Linked DNA regions of Mus musculus: all the other regions are linked to region 4. Evidence: chromatin contacts called from public HiChIP or PLAC-seq and promoter capture Hi-C data. All regions are on one chromosome and are shown on one strand. Each heading gives the region's core, a stretch centred on a gene start, on an enhancer-like site or on the middle of the called end of the contact. The rest is flanking DNA. Distances are from core to core; before and after follow the strand shown. Region 1 overlaps Asah1 (N-acylsphingosine amidohydrolase 1). Region 2 holds the start of Mtus1 (mitochondrial tumor suppressor 1). Region 3 overlaps Mtus1 (mitochondrial tumor suppressor 1). Region 4 holds the start of Cnot7 (CCR4-NOT transcription complex, subunit 7). Region 5 holds the start of Asah1 (N-acylsphingosine amidohydrolase 1).

What was found. Promoter capture Hi-C pulls out the DNA fragments that hold promoters and counts their contacts. HiChIP or PLAC-seq counts read pairs in DNA pulled down with a chosen protein or histone mark.
Region 1: an HNF4G HiChIP or PLAC-seq map of pancreatic cancer cells shows a contact between it and region 4. The contact joins the enhancer-like site here to the promoter of Cnot7 in region 4. A contact is called at or near these places in 16 of 39 promoter capture datasets (the 3T3-L1 cell line, 3T3-L1-derived adipocytes, the HPC-7 cell line and 12 more), 4 of 115 datasets of contacts at active chromatin or transcription factors (bone marrow-derived macrophages, extraembryonic endoderm stem cells, pancreatic cancer cells and 1 more) and 2 of 9 other capture datasets (adipose tissue and liver).
Region 2: a contact with region 4 is called in an H3K4me3 HiChIP or PLAC-seq map of embryonic stem cells, with 9 read pairs. The contact joins the promoter of Mtus1 here to the promoter of Cnot7 in region 4. A contact is called at or near these places in 9 of 39 promoter capture datasets (the 3T3-L1 cell line, 3T3-L1-derived adipocytes, cranial neural crest and 5 more), 2 of 484 Hi-C or Micro-C datasets (embryonic stem cells and uterus), 4 of 115 datasets of contacts at active chromatin or transcription factors (bone marrow-derived macrophages, embryonic stem cells and pancreatic cancer cells) and 1 of 9 other capture datasets (adipose tissue).
Region 3: a promoter capture Hi-C map of neutrophils shows a contact between it and region 4. The contact joins the enhancer-like site here to the promoter of Cnot7 in region 4. A contact is called at or near these places in 20 of 39 promoter capture datasets (the 3T3-L1 cell line, 3T3-L1-derived adipocytes, the C10 cell line and 12 more), 12 of 484 Hi-C or Micro-C datasets (CD4 T cells, cardiomyocytes, cerebral cortex and 9 more), 10 of 115 datasets of contacts at active chromatin or transcription factors (astrocytes, bone marrow-derived macrophages, embryonic forebrain and 5 more) and 4 of 9 other capture datasets (adipose tissue, liver, macrophages and 1 more).
Region 5: a contact with region 4 is called in a promoter capture Hi-C map of pre-B cells. The contact joins the promoter of Asah1 here to the promoter of Cnot7 in region 4. A contact is called at or near these places in 16 of 39 promoter capture datasets (the 3T3-L1 cell line, 3T3-L1-derived adipocytes, the C10 cell line and 10 more), 10 of 115 datasets of contacts at active chromatin or transcription factors (DN3 thymocytes, astrocytes, bone marrow-derived macrophages and 7 more) and 2 of 9 other capture datasets (adipose tissue and liver).

The regions. Positions count from the first base shown.
Region 1 is chr8:41,347,255-41,349,954 of GRCm38.p6, forward strand. Asah1 (N-acylsphingosine amidohydrolase 1) reads right to left here. Exons shown (of 14, transcript NM_019734.3): 6 at 2,296-2,370; 7 at 834-879. Among named protein-coding and RNA genes, the nearest start is that of Asah1, 26 kb to the right of the region's middle. Within about 2 kb of position 1,352, at least 56 of the 459 cell types and tissues checked have an H3K27ac peak or open chromatin away from gene starts, as enhancers often do. A contact at or near this core is called in embryonic stem cells, extraembryonic endoderm stem cells, pancreatic cancer cells and 2 more, where this site is marked.
Region 2 is chr8:41,132,427-41,135,126 of GRCm38.p6, forward strand. It overlaps Mtus1 (mitochondrial tumor suppressor 1), which reads right to left and starts at 1,300. Exons shown (of 14, transcript NM_001005863.2): 1 at 1,055-1,300.
Region 3 is chr8:41,045,915-41,048,614 of GRCm38.p6, forward strand. It overlaps Mtus1 (mitochondrial tumor suppressor 1), which reads right to left. Exons shown (of 14, transcript NM_001005863.2): 5 at 2,134-2,172. Among named protein-coding and RNA genes, the nearest start is that of Gm16193, 5.8 kb to the right of the region's middle. Within about 2 kb of position 1,252, at least 26 of the 459 cell types and tissues checked have an H3K27ac peak or open chromatin away from gene starts, as enhancers often do. A contact at or near this core is called in bone marrow-derived macrophages, granulocyte-monocyte progenitors, hematopoietic stem and progenitor cells and 3 more, where this site is marked.
Region 4 is chr8:40,510,356-40,513,055 of GRCm38.p6, forward strand. It overlaps Cnot7 (CCR4-NOT transcription complex, subunit 7), which reads right to left and starts at 1,399. Exons shown (of 7, transcript NM_011135.5): 1 at 1,185-1,399. Vps37a (vacuolar protein sorting 37A) reads left to right here and starts at 1,428. Exons shown (of 12, transcript NM_033560.3): 1 at 1,428-1,878. The coding sequence starts at 1,754.
Region 5 is chr8:41,373,349-41,376,048 of GRCm38.p6, forward strand. Asah1 (N-acylsphingosine amidohydrolase 1) reads right to left here and starts at 1,349. Exons shown (of 14, transcript NM_019734.3): 1 at 1,162-1,349. The coding sequence starts at 1,236.

The DNA.
Region 1 (2,700 bases), core at 102-2,601, 840 kb after region 4:
TACAGGAGCTTCTTCTAGCTGGTCACTTAGGATCAACCTTAACAGAGCCTTGAGTGTACTATGGTGGATTTGAAATGTTACAGGCCCAGTCCTCAGTGAACTGATGTTCAGAGGTAAGGCTTTAGGGAGTGATTAGATTAATCTACTGATGGGTTAATAAGCTGAGAGATTATTGGGAGATAATGCCAACTTAGGAGCTGGGTCCCGTATGAAGGAAGCAGGGTCCTGGATGGATACCCTCGGATGTATACCCTCGGAGGCTACACTGTCTTTACTGCACTCCTCTCTCGACGAGGTAAACAGCCTCCTCTGATACCTGCTCCAACCAACACGATGCTCTGAGGCCTTATTAGCCTTAGAAACAGAAGAGCCAGCTGACCATGGACTGAAACCTATGAACTGTAAGCCAGAATAAACATTTCTTCATCCAAAAACAGGGTGGCTTCATCCTTTTTCCAGGGGCTAAAACTTGATGCTCAGAAAAGCTGACTAATTCTGGTCACATCAACAGCGAGACCTAGATTCAGATGACGATCTCTATTAGAAAGCCATCATGTTTTCATAAAGGCCGAGATGGCAGACTTCAGCAATAAATGAAAATAAGGATCTGCGCCCTCAAGCATGGTCCAAATTCCTGTCCACTGCGTGCAACTCTTGCGATACGCCTCCTAAGTGACTGAGACGCCCCAGGTGCCTGCCTTTCTAACACTAAGGAATCCCGTCATCCTCACCCACGGCTCTCCTCTGCGCATGAGGGGCGTTTACTTTTCATCAAGGTAATTCTATCATCTACTCTTCTAAGGTAGTAAAAGTAGGTCAAGTTGCTTACTTACCCAAGAAATATTCCAAAATCCATGTTTCTCCCATGTAGTAAATGACCTTTTAAGAAGAAAGTGAGAGAGACATGAATCCACAGTTAAAATACAATGGATTCTTAATACATGGACATAGGCAGCTGTGAATATTCACATTCAAAACTGTTTTACCAAGCAATGTATAATAATTAAGAACCCTGGCTGCCAGGAAAAAGCCTTAACAAGTTCAAACTGGTGTTACAAGCACACGTTAGATATCACAGTATCTAAAATCTGACTCAGATATGGAAACAAATCAATGGTTATTCCTTGAACAACTGCAAAGCAATTCTGCCAGGACATAACCTCATAATACGACTTACCCAGTTCCTTGATTGCCACCTACAAATGGACATCTCAAGTCTTAGGTGTAAGTCAATAGCCAGGGTCATGTGTCTTGGTGTCCAGCCAGGAAAATCTAGGAAAGTGAAGCTCTCACACACAGTGCTTGCTGACTAAGAAACTATGAGAGTGTTTGTTCTGGGACTCCAGAAAAACCTCTGTCACTGCCTGAGGTGGCTTGGATGAGAATGGCCTCCACAGGCCCAAGTATTTGGATGCTTAGTCATCAGGGAGTGGCACTATTTGAGAAGTATTAGGTGTGGCCTTGTTGGCGGAAGTGTGTCATTGGGGATGGGCTTTGAGTTTTCAAAAAGCCCGCACCAAGGCCAGGTTCCTGTTCTCCCCCCTCCCTTCGGCCTAGAGATCAGTGAGGCTCTCAGGGGTTTGTTTCTCCAGCACCATGGCTTCCTGCCTGCTGCTAAGCATGATGATGATAATGGACTAAGCCTCTGAAAGCAGAAACAAGTCCCAATTAAATATTTATTTCATAAGAGCTATCTTGGCCATGGTCTTTTCACAGATTGAATAGTGACCAAGACACTGCCTCAGCGCGGGTAGCAGAGGCCCCTGGTGAACACTTCCTTCTACTCAGTTATACAGGTGGGGATAAAGGGACTATGCAGATATGCAGAAAACACAAAAGTTTCTGAGGGGCTGGAGGCATGCCTCGGTGGTTAAGGGCACGTGCTGCTCTTAGTGACAGCACAGGTTTAGTTCCCAGCAGGCACTTGGCAGTTTGTAAGTGTCTGTAGCTGCAGTTGGGAGGGATCAGATGCCCTCTGCAGCCTCCTGGAGTGCCAGACATGCGCATGGTACACAGTCAACACATTAAAGCAAACACTCAGACACTTAACATGATCTCTTTTACAAAGAATGCTTCTGGTCTAGAACACTTCTTCCACATTTTCCACGTCTCATTTAAAGTTTAATAAGCATTATAGTAATCTTAAAATAAGACTAATTTTCAATGCACTTATAAGAATTTACCAGGATATACTAAATGATATATAACAGACACACAATTGAAATAGCAAGCCTACTTAGCACATGTTCTAACTTATTCTAAAAAGTACATTGTATGATGTTCTCTGCAGATTACCTTTCTCATCTTCAGTTATGATTGATGTACACATGGTAAACAATTCATAGAAAATGTTGAATGAAATAATCTCTCCTGTGGGGGAGAAAAACCAGGGAAAGGTTTTGCTGATGTTAACAACCATGACATTAAAGGAAAACGCCATTCACCTTTGAATCTGAAGGTGTGCGGCATGCTTCTGTCTTGTTAAATGCTAACATTCTGTGCTTAGCCTGCATTTTGACCTCAGCCTAGCTTATTCTCAGTTTATTTATGTTTTGATGAATCTCAGTATTATCATGAACTATTAATCTATTTTTCTCTAGAGTTATTTATATTTGGTAATTACTTGTGATAACTCTTTATATAAGACTTTCTTCTCATGTAGATGACAAGTATATATTTCCAGTATTTTATTTTTTAAAA
Region 2 (2,700 bases), core at 50-2,549, 620 kb after region 4:
AAGATCGATACAACATTTTAAAAGTATTTTAAACTAAATTCTATGCCTTTTTTAAAAAAACAGGGCAGGAACAGGTTTTCTTGCATAACTTTTCTTATCGATACAGTTCTTGAGAAATAAATCTGTAAACAAGAAGTTTAAACACACCCACACAACAGAGTACAGATTGCCCTAAAGGGATTGCTGGAGAGAACGGGGATGAACTATTTAAACTGATAACCTATTTGTAAAACATTCCTTACAGAGGTCATATGTTTAGCGGGGGCCCGACCCCACCTCTTTTTTGCCCTCCCACAAGTTGTCTCCGGATCCCCGGAATCCACTCCCACCCCCACCGCGCTGTGATTTGATACCTTGATTGAACTCCAATCACCTGGCAGAACATGAAAGCTCGCTTTCCTCCTGTTTTGCCTAAGACTCTGGTTTTAAGACAAACAAAATACACTGGATTTCCTCTGGTAGAACACAAGACAATTTAAAAGTAGCATTTTGCAGAGTGAGTGCCAGTATGCAAGCTATGTTTACAATTCAATGTGTCACTTTTACAAGTGAAAAGTGAACAGATCACCCTAGTTGGGGGGGGGGGCGCAAAGACTTCGCGGAAATTCGAGCTAAGTCCTCTATTGAGTAATCAATACGGCGACCCTCAACGTGGGCTTTCCCTTAGAGTTTGTAAGAACCCGCAGGCTGCAGGGAGTAAAACCCGCATGAGGACCTGGGGAACTGCACTAATTCCCTTTCTCCCATATTTTCTGCCCTGACTGCTTAGTGGGAATGGACCCCGGCAAGTCGCCCAGCCGGAAGCCTGAGGCTGCCAGGTCCAGAGCCAGAATCCAGCGCTTGGTGGGCGGCTTTCCACCGAGGATGCAAACTTGACAGTTGTCCTTTATCCACAATAAACCCACCGCCTCGGTCACTTTCAAGGTGACAGCAACTGCAGCCCGCTGTCCTGCAGGAGCCCCGCGGGTCCCACGTGAGCTCAGCCTCCCCACTCCTCCTACTTTGAAACCCACTAGGACACCCGCCCCCCTCCCCGGAAAGCCAGTCCGGTCACCGTGAGTGCGTTGCAGTCGCCGCTCCCCAGCTCCTCGTTCTCCGGAGGTCCCCACCGCGGCCGGGATGGGCGACGGAATGGGATCCACTCCGCGCTTGCCCGCAGAGCCGGGGAGCCAGCCCTGGGGGGAGCCACGGCGTTCTGCACCCTCGGCGGGTCCTGCCTTGGAGACGTCTGTACCTGGGGCTTGCAGATCGACCCCAACCCGCACCAGCACCCTGGCGGCCAGGCGGGAACCGGGAACCCGGAGCCCGGGCGTCCCAGCCTCCCCGCCCCGGGCCGCCAGGGGGAGGAGCGAAGGCGGAGGATCCTGGGCTGGGTGGCCTCGCCCCTCGCCCGCGGCGGCTCCTAGAGCCCAGACAAAGGCCAGGTTGCGGGGGGGAGAGGGGGGCAGAAGGGGCAGTGCCCCCCAAAAAAACTAACCTGAGAGACGAGCAGGGGTTCCTTGAGGCACGATGACTCCCGCGGAGCTCCACTACGGTCGCCAGCCGGGTCGGGCTCCCTGGCTAAACGTCAACATAAGCCACAAGCCCCGGGCGTACGTCCTGGATCGCGCTGCACCTGTTGCCACGTGTGTCGCAAAGCCACCGCTGCTGACTGCGCGCTTGGCTGGCTGTCCCGCGCGACCCCAAACCATTCACGTCCTGGTGGGAAAGCTAAGCTCTGCCAAGCCCAACTTTGGGGCCCCAGGACCGTCGGACAGGCTAGCTAGCCAGAGGGAGGATTGGCTCCTCCTGGGTCCCCTCGCAGCCAGAATTCCCTGTCCCGCGAAGGGCTTTGGAGTTGGGAGGTGGGGAAGTTGCAGGCTTATCAGCGTAAGGGTTTATAAGGAAGCAGCACTGATTGTTCTCGGAGAGTCCCACCTGCGCCCTATATTGTCTTCAGACTTCCGAGCAGATTACTAGCGAGCACCTATTAAAGATTAAAGAAACCAGCACTCCGACTGTTAGAAGTTCAGATGGGGGTGGGGTTGGGGTAGTGGGAGAAGCTAGGAAGAGAAGCTAGGTCTGGCCACTTGAAAGCCAAAGTCCTTGTTCTTGAATCAAACTGAGGAAATTTCAGCCTCCACTAAGCATATTTTAATATAAGGTTTTTTCCCTAAAGATTGATAGCCTGCTTGTAACAGATAAAAACATTCCTGAACATGTCAGACAACCCAGAACTCTAAGTTTAATGTATGCATGTGTGTATACATATATAAAACTACGTGGCCTGGGATTGCTGAAAAAGCATTTTCAGTACATTTCTTGGAGCGCAGAGGCGGGGGACGGGGGTGGGGGTGAGGGAGCAGAAGCAGCATTTCAGAGGTTGCCTATACCACGAATGCTGGATGATCTAATAGCTTTGCTGTTTATAGCTTTAAGTGCTTTCACGTGAACAATGATCCATTCTTCGCTCACAAGTAGACCCTGCTGTAAATAGGTTAGATTATTATCTCTATTATTTGAGTGAGGCAACCGAAGCTCAGAAAAGCCAAGTGACTTGCACATGGTCACACTGTGAGGGCAGCCAAGGCAGGCACAAACCCAGCCGAGCAGGCCCGACTCCCCCTTTTTTTCCCTCCATATTCCAGTAGATAACACCTCTTGCTTATCTTTGAAATCCCTGTCGTAATATCAACTCTGTCTGACGTTAGGAAAAAAATC
Region 3 (2,700 bases), core at 2-2,501, 540 kb after region 4:
GACACCATGGCACCTGGCAGGGATGATCTATAAAGGAGTCCACGGACTGGGTAAACACAACTTGGGATGCCTGAGATATCCCCAAGAGCAACTATGAGTGTCGGAGCCACGGTAAATGCTGTGGGTATGACAACTTCCTCATAAACAGCAGGCACGTTTTATTTAGAGCCAGTGTTGCCTAGAATTCCATAGTGTAATACCCTTTAAATAAACCACACCGGCTAGACCTCTGGAAGGTGGTTCATAGCCTCAGTGGGTTTCCCCACTTGCTTTGAGGGTTTCCTAGAACACATCAGGGTGGGATTGGGGAGGCGCCTTCAATGTAAAGCCATGAAAAGCGATCAACAAGAAGTACTGTTAGCCTCGATAGCAGTAGCAGCAGGGGCAGCTACCATGTGAGAGCTAGGGATGAAAATAGTCTACACGGTCAAACCCATTCCCACACTGGGATTTATCTCCTGAACATTCCCGTGCAGCCAGACGAGAAACTCAAGCCCTGGAGAGGCTTAGCAAGTAGCCAGAGGTCAGGACGGAAATAGAGAGGAGGAGAATCAAGATTTACACCAACGTCCGAGCCGCACAAGGTCACAGCTTCTTCATTGTCTTCGGAGGTAACAGAATTTCTTTACAATAACTGTTAAACTAAAATAATGATGGAAATTTTCAAATATTATTTCATACACTCCCCCCTCACCCACTCCCGAAAAAAAAAAAAAACCCCTCAATCAGGGGCTGGAGAGATGGCTCACAGATTAAACGCATTACTGGGGAACAGGGTTCAGTTCCCAGAACCTACATGGGAGCTCACAACTAACTTCAGATCCAGGGGATGTGACACTGTTCTTTGGCCTTCCAGGGTACTGAATGCATGTGGTACACTGGCAGACATTCAGGCAAAACACACATTAAAAAAAATAGTCTTTACAACATTAAATAAAATACATAAAATATCTTAAAAATCAATCAATCAATCAATCAATCAATCAATCAATCAGCGATTGGCCAGCATATGGCCAGTGCTTCTATATTGTGGATCATATCAGAAACTAGTATGAAGCTTTTTGAAAATAATATGATTATCCAAGCAACTATACAACGCATGTGCGCTCCACTCTGAAGTAGCCGTCACAAGAAAACTTCGCAAACGTTGACAGAAATGATTGCAAAACAACTCATAATGCAATCACTGTGAATGTGACAGAGAACCAACTCGAATAGCCAAGAGGCTCAATGCTATCACACTTACACTGGGTGACCCATTAAAGCTGATCACTCCACGGCATGTAACAAAAAGGAATGTCAATAGTTCCAAGCAGGGTTGCTTCAAAAGCCACACAGGGGAAGTTTTCCTCAGTAGGCTCAAACTAATTCCAGGCCCACCTTGAGTTGTGAAACTAACTGACATGCGTACAGCCGGGTAGGAACCCACAGCTCATGGTTGAATTCTGTGCTGACAATGTGAGATCCTGTATAACAGAGACTTTACACGCTGTAACGTGGCCTTTCTTTTTTCTGGCTTTCTGCTGTGATGTGCAATGGGAGCCATGTGACTTATACTAGCACTGTAATAAAAAATGAGAACCTGTAGGCAGTGCATGGCTGGCTGCATACAGTCCTGCGTGTCATACAGAGAAACGTCAATGAATACATTTTACAAGATCTTTAGATCCCCCAAAGGAAGTATTAGACAGTGTAGTTGAATGGCTTTAAGTTATAGGCTGTCTTAGAAATGTCCGACCAAGAATGTGTATGGGGGAAGTCAGAAACATAGAACTAACTGTTGAGTTAGTACAAGAAGTTAAAAGTTATACCTTAAGACCATTTTACAATTAAAGATGATCTGATTTAAAATAACACATTTGGAGAAGTATCCAGTTTTATTTCACATGAACCATATTTTAAAAATCAGTTTAAGTTAATTTGATCTGTATAACAAGATGTCATCCTCTGTGTTAGATGGCTCAACAAATCATGCTGCCCAAATGCCCATGTCATAGCAGCTAGTTACACCTTAAATCCTGAATTTCGACTTAGAACTATACCAGCAAAAGTAATTACAAATAAATTTCAGTATGTTTAATCATTACTTTTCAAATAAAAATATTTTAATATATTCATAAAGTGGCCACTTACCTGAATTAAAAGCTGTAAACAGACTCTTCCTTGAAGGACCTAGAATGGGACAGAAATATAAACACACACTTTATTGGAAATGCTAGGCAAATCTCTAGTTATCTTGTAAATAGCAGTGATTTCATTTTCTAAAAGCCCTCCTTTAACCTCTAAATTTTAGGTTACAGCTATCCACTGAGAAAATTCCAACATATAAACAACTTGATCAAGTACACTTTTTCAAATATAGACAATATAGTATCTAATTCGTAGTAAGACTGGTAAGAATTAATCATCAAAACACAGCATCAATTTTAAAAAGACAAAGCGTGGTATATTTTGTAGTCGAGGGCAATTAAAGCTCATTTTAAATTTTAATTAATTTATTTATTGTTTATTCTAGTGTCTGAATCCAGGGCCCACAGATTGGGGAGAAAACTCCACCATTGAACTATACTCCAGCCAAAAGGAGGCCCATCTCTTAGCTTGTGCTTTCACTCTTCTTCTGCACACAGGAAACAGGCTACACTTTGTGAAAGAGGGATGCTGGTGTGTGCCCTCCCAAGGCTGTGAAGGAGAATACACTAG
Region 4 (2,700 bases), core at 149-2,648:
ACAGCTAATATTTAGAGGATAAAAGCACCACACCGCCGATTTCCCAACTGAATATAAATTTCACTAATTAAGATTTGCTCCGAGTTCAATTCACTCCACACAAAACTTTGAACCATTTCAAGCCAAAAAAAAAAAAAAAAATCAACAAAATCAAACGTTTCATAACAGAATGCTTGCTTTTATTCTTCTAACAAAACATTTAAAAATCTTACTCATTCAAAGCAGAGCAGAGGAAACATTTTTCTTAAAAATGTTTTGAAAAGCCATTAGGCAATCTCAGAAACAAATATAGCGGGAGGGAGAAAGAAAGAAAGAAAGAAAGAAAGCAAGCAAGCAGGTAGGCAGGCAGGCAATGAAATGTGTACATTTAAAAATTTCTAATTTCAAAAACTGGCAACCCAAGAGAGACCTCACGTCTCTGCCATCCACACAAGGTTCACGGTATACAATGGTAAGATAATTAATCAGACGGACAGGGACCAAACACACAATAACCCCCGACAAAACCAGCGAGTTAAAAGAGGGTGGCCTGGTGTCCCAAACTCCTAAATGTACGCTGGAGAAAACAAAAGGTGATGCAGGGCACGCCTTCTTTCTTCCTCCCCTCCGTCCTCACACCGGTCCCTACACGCGCTCTACCGACACACTGTACTTTAACCCTGCTTTCCTCCACCCGCTCTTCTCTACTGCGGTCTCAGGGGTCCCTCCAAGGGGCAGCCAAGGCCTTCTCATCCCTGAGGTCGCGCGTCCTCCGTGGGCGAGCAACGTGGAGAGAGCACGGCCGCCTTCATGTCAAGGATAAGTCGCTCGGCTGGCCGCCGGCCAGGAGCAGGGTGCCTATTCGCATGGCCTAGAGCCAGACCGACTACCCCCAAAAACCACTGCCGAGGACGAAAGCCACCGGGGCCCCAAGTAGGCCACCGCCCTCCACTCGCAATTTCCTTCCCACAACGAAGTCCCAGGTACAAAGCGGTGGCGTCATCACTGCGCGCCGCGCCCCTGACAGCCCCCACCCGCCCCCCGCCCGTTAGCACCGCCGTCCCCCCGGGCTCCCCGCCTCCGCCAGTTCCGTCCCACACAGCCACGCTTAGGCGGGCGCCATCGCGCGCGCCAATCTCGGGCTCCCCACTCCCAGCCCCTTTTCCCAAGGCGCCCCAGCACGCCCGGGCCCCCGCCGGATCTACTTGGGTCTCTGAGCTCGCGCTCCTCCTCCTCCTCCTCGCCATAGAGCTAGCACCCGGCGGCGGCGGTGGCGGTGGCGGTACCGGCGGCGGCGGCGGGAGCCCCATAGACGCCTCTCGCCCTGCGAAAGGGGGAAAGGGGAGCTGGAGCGGCGCTCGGCCCAGCGCGGCGACGTCGCTCCTCGCACGTCCCGCCGAGGGCGCGGCCTGATGACGCCGGGCGCCGGGTGGGCGGGGCCCTCCCTCAGGAGGCGGGGCGGGCAGGTGACGAACGCCCCGGCGTTGGAGCAGCTGAGCCGGCAAGGCGACCAGGCCTAGCTAACTGACCCCGGGGTGGTGGTGGCCCGGAGCACACCGGGGTTCCGTCCAGCCGACGAGTCGCCCTTCTCCAGCCGCCCGCAGTGGTAGCTCGGACCCCCGGGGCCAGGGACTCACGAGCGCGGCGTGTGGGAGACGGCGCGGCCCCTGGGCACCCCGTCCGGGCCGTGCTCGATCGCCCGGGAAGCACTGGGCTAAGCGAGGAGCAGCAGGCCAGAACCTTGTAGGGCCTCGGGCCCGGGGACCCGAGGAGGATGAGCTGGCTCTTTCCCCTGGCGAAGAGCGCGTCATCCTCCGCGGCTGGGTCCCCTGCCGGCCTCACCAGTCTCCAGCAGCAGAAGCAGCGGCTGATCGAGTCACTCCGGAACTCCCATTCCAGGTGACGACTGGTGGCTTCGGCCCAGGGTAAAGTAGGACGGGAGGGCGGGCTGCTTGCAAACACACCGTGTGCGAATCCGTAGGCCGCTCCATCAGCTGCCTCCTGTTGATGGGTCTTCCAGTGGGGTTAAGCGCTTGCTTCCCTAGTTTGTGTCCCTGGTGCCCCACCGCTGTTCAGCTCCTCTCTTGACTTGGCTCATCTCCACTGACAAACGGAGTCATCTCTCTTTAATCTGTATACAGCACCCCTAGCTCACACGCTAATTTTCCTTTTGATCTACCTGATTGTAGCATTGCCTTCGAATTGTTAACATGCTAAGAGACAGTTGGAAAGATAATTCCCAACAGTTTTATGAACTGAAAATTTAAACTGTTGCAACGTCAAAGAAAAGGGAAGCCAGTGTTTTTAGTTAACTCTGTCCTGGTGACAATCCTTTTGAGTCTGTAATTAAAGCTCACCCTGTTCCAATAACCTCTTTCTGTCTTGTAATTGTTAGAGTCTTTAGACTTCTCACTTTCTTCTATTTGGCTCCACACTTAGGACTTGCCAGACAACCATCTGCATTATCTGTTGTCTTTTGAGTTTGCTTGTTGTATTGTAGTCAAACTAGAAATACAGGAAATCAGATTATTTCGACTTTTTTTCTTAAATATAAAATTGTTTGCTGCAGTCTTTTTTTTAAATTAGATATGTCCGTGGCTGCTACAGGCTTTCAAATATTAGAGCTGCTTTGCGATATATGGATTTTACAATTAACTAACAGCTTCACAGCACATTTTATAAAGCATATTAGAGATCAACATGATTAAACTCTAGACTTTC
Region 5 (2,700 bases), core at 99-2,598, 860 kb after region 4:
TGTACATACTATGTGGGTTTTGGTCACTGAAATTACTCTGTATACCATTCTGCATTCTACTTTGTGTTGTGTGGTGTTTTTCAGACAAGGTTTCTCTGTGTCCATTGTTGTCCTAGAACATTCGCCTACCTCTATCTCCCAAGTGCTGGGATTTAAAGGCGTGTGCCACCCTCTGCCCTGATGTGCATTCTACTTTTATCTACTAAGTATCTATTCTAGTGGCTGGCTAATTTTCTCTCTCTCTCTCTCTCTCTCAAATTCAAAAAAGCATTTCTCCTTCTAGGAATAAAATTAAAAGAACTCCTGCTGCTCCCATTTCCAATGTCTTGCCTCTTTTCAAAATTCTTGTCATCTGGCACAGGTAAGGTGCATCCAGGTTCCTAGTTATCAAATCTGGCAACAAAACAGTCTTCAATTCTATAGCCTTTATAGAATCGATCTATGAAATGTCGCTGTCGGGCTTTGACCTAGAGGCTGAACTTAGAAATGTTTCTGGGAACAACGATGTGACCTCTGGCTACATTTTTCACTCCAGGGCTATACTTCCTCTTCTAGTAAATACAAGAATCATGTTAGTTCCTCACAGTCTCTTGCGGATATATAAAGTCTGTGGCATTGTGACTTGGTCGAGCAGCACCACGGTACAGACAGACATTCCATGCCTGGGCGTGAAGGCCACAGCCAGTACAGCCTTCTTAGGGGGGCGGGGTGGGGGTGGGTTCCCATCATCTGGGCTAAGACTGCATGTGACCCATAGCTTCCTGCGATGGTTTCTTCAGGAAAAAGCACTAGGTAACCAGGCAGAAAATACTACGGCCACCAGTCAATCGTTAGCTTTTTCTCTGGAGAGTTCCGCCTACAGTAGCTGGTAATCTCAAATATAAGATTGGAGAATGCGTGAATCCTACACAGTTGTTCTTGAAAGTTAGAACTTCCCTAAAATGTGTACTCGGTCCATACAGCAGCAAAGCCACTTAGCCCGGGGTTCACAAGCCACATTTGCACCCATACTCCGCGGGACCGAACCAGAGTTCCCCCGACGCCTCACGGAAGATACAGACCGCGAGCAGGTGTCCCTCACCCGCCCCGCCACAGCTGCGCCCACCTCCCCCTGAGCCCGCGCCTGCACCCCCATCTGTGCCTCGGCTGGAGCTCACCCACCGGCGGCACATCCTGTGCCTGGGCGCAGGTGACTGCCGCGGCTAGGACCCAGGTGAGAAGACTTTGGCCCCGCATCTTCCCAGCTGCAAGCGCCGCTCCGAGGGACTCTAGCAGCAGCTGCAGCAGGGACCACCTCCACCAGCAGCAGGCCGCACCCCAACGCGTGATCAGCGACCCTGGGCCACACCATGCACGGCAGGGGACACGCCAGAGATAGAGGCGCCGGGCCGAGTCCCTAGAGCGGAGTCCGCGCACAGGGCCGAGAGGGGCTGCGCCCCCAGCACGCCACGCAGTGGTTTCGTCCAGCCTTAGCCGCACCCCGGGGCGGGACTTCCAGTTTTCCTCTGGCCTTCACTCGTTTGGAGCGCGGGGGCCGGGGCAAGACGCTGGTGCTGGAGGATTTCTGAGGGCGGACGCCGACTGACTCGGGAGAGGTTGGCTCCTAGGCGTCGCGGTTCCTGAGCCCACCAAAGGGACAGAGTTTCAGAGCATAGCGTCAGACCTAGTTTGCCTTCTGGGGAAGGCTGGCTCCAAGTGAGTCACTCAATCCATCCATCCTGCCCGAGGGATCACAACCAGAGAGGACAAGTGTCAGGGTCAGAAGTTTCATCTCTCGGGTACTCTAGGTACTTAAGGCACTGCTAAATCCTAGGATTTAGATTTTAGTTTCTTGCTGTTATGTCCGGGGTTGGAGAGGTTGAAGGGGTGGGACCTTCATCGATGTATTTGTCGCCGCGTTACTCAACTCCTGTTTTCCTTTAGCTCGTGAGAAGCCAGTTGGTCCAGCGGACCTAAACCTAGGACAGGTACTTGGTACTTCATAGTCTACTTTGAAAAGCAGATAAAAGTGAAATACTTGCTTGGCTTTTACCTTGGACAAGGCTCTCCATAATAGGATGAGTTATCTAGAATCCAACAGGAAAAAAATGCCTCTAGATTTACATTTTCTGCTTCGACGACAGGCATCTCAAGAAGTTTGGAGGCTTTTAAAAAAATGCTTCTATAAAACTCACTCAGGACCATTAAAATCCTATTTTAATTCTCACCCCCGACTCCTGTGCTGGGGATCCGAGTATTTTTCCTTTTTGGTGTAAAAAACACCTAAATTTGGAGGCAAATGATAAATAAGTTGGCTTTTGTTTGTTTGTTTTTTGTTTGTTTGTTTTTGAGGAAGTTTAGATGTTGATACACAACACAGGATTAAGAAACACTTAGAGGGCCGGGCGGTGGTGGCGCGTGCCTTTAATCTCAGCACTTGGGAGGCAGAGACAGGCGGATTTCTGAGTTCAAGGCCAGCCTGGTCTACAAATTGAGTTCCAGGACAGCCAAGACTATACAGAGAAACCCTGTCTCAAAAAAAAAAAAAAAACAACAACAACAACAACAAAACAAAACAAAAAAAAACAAACAAACAAAAAAAGAAATCTTACTTAGGTAAGCAAGATTGGAAAATACTTACTTTTTGAAGGGGGACACTGAGGACTGTTTTAGACAGCAACCTGAGGCAGAAAGCTGTCTTCAGTCACTGACTCTGGCGTT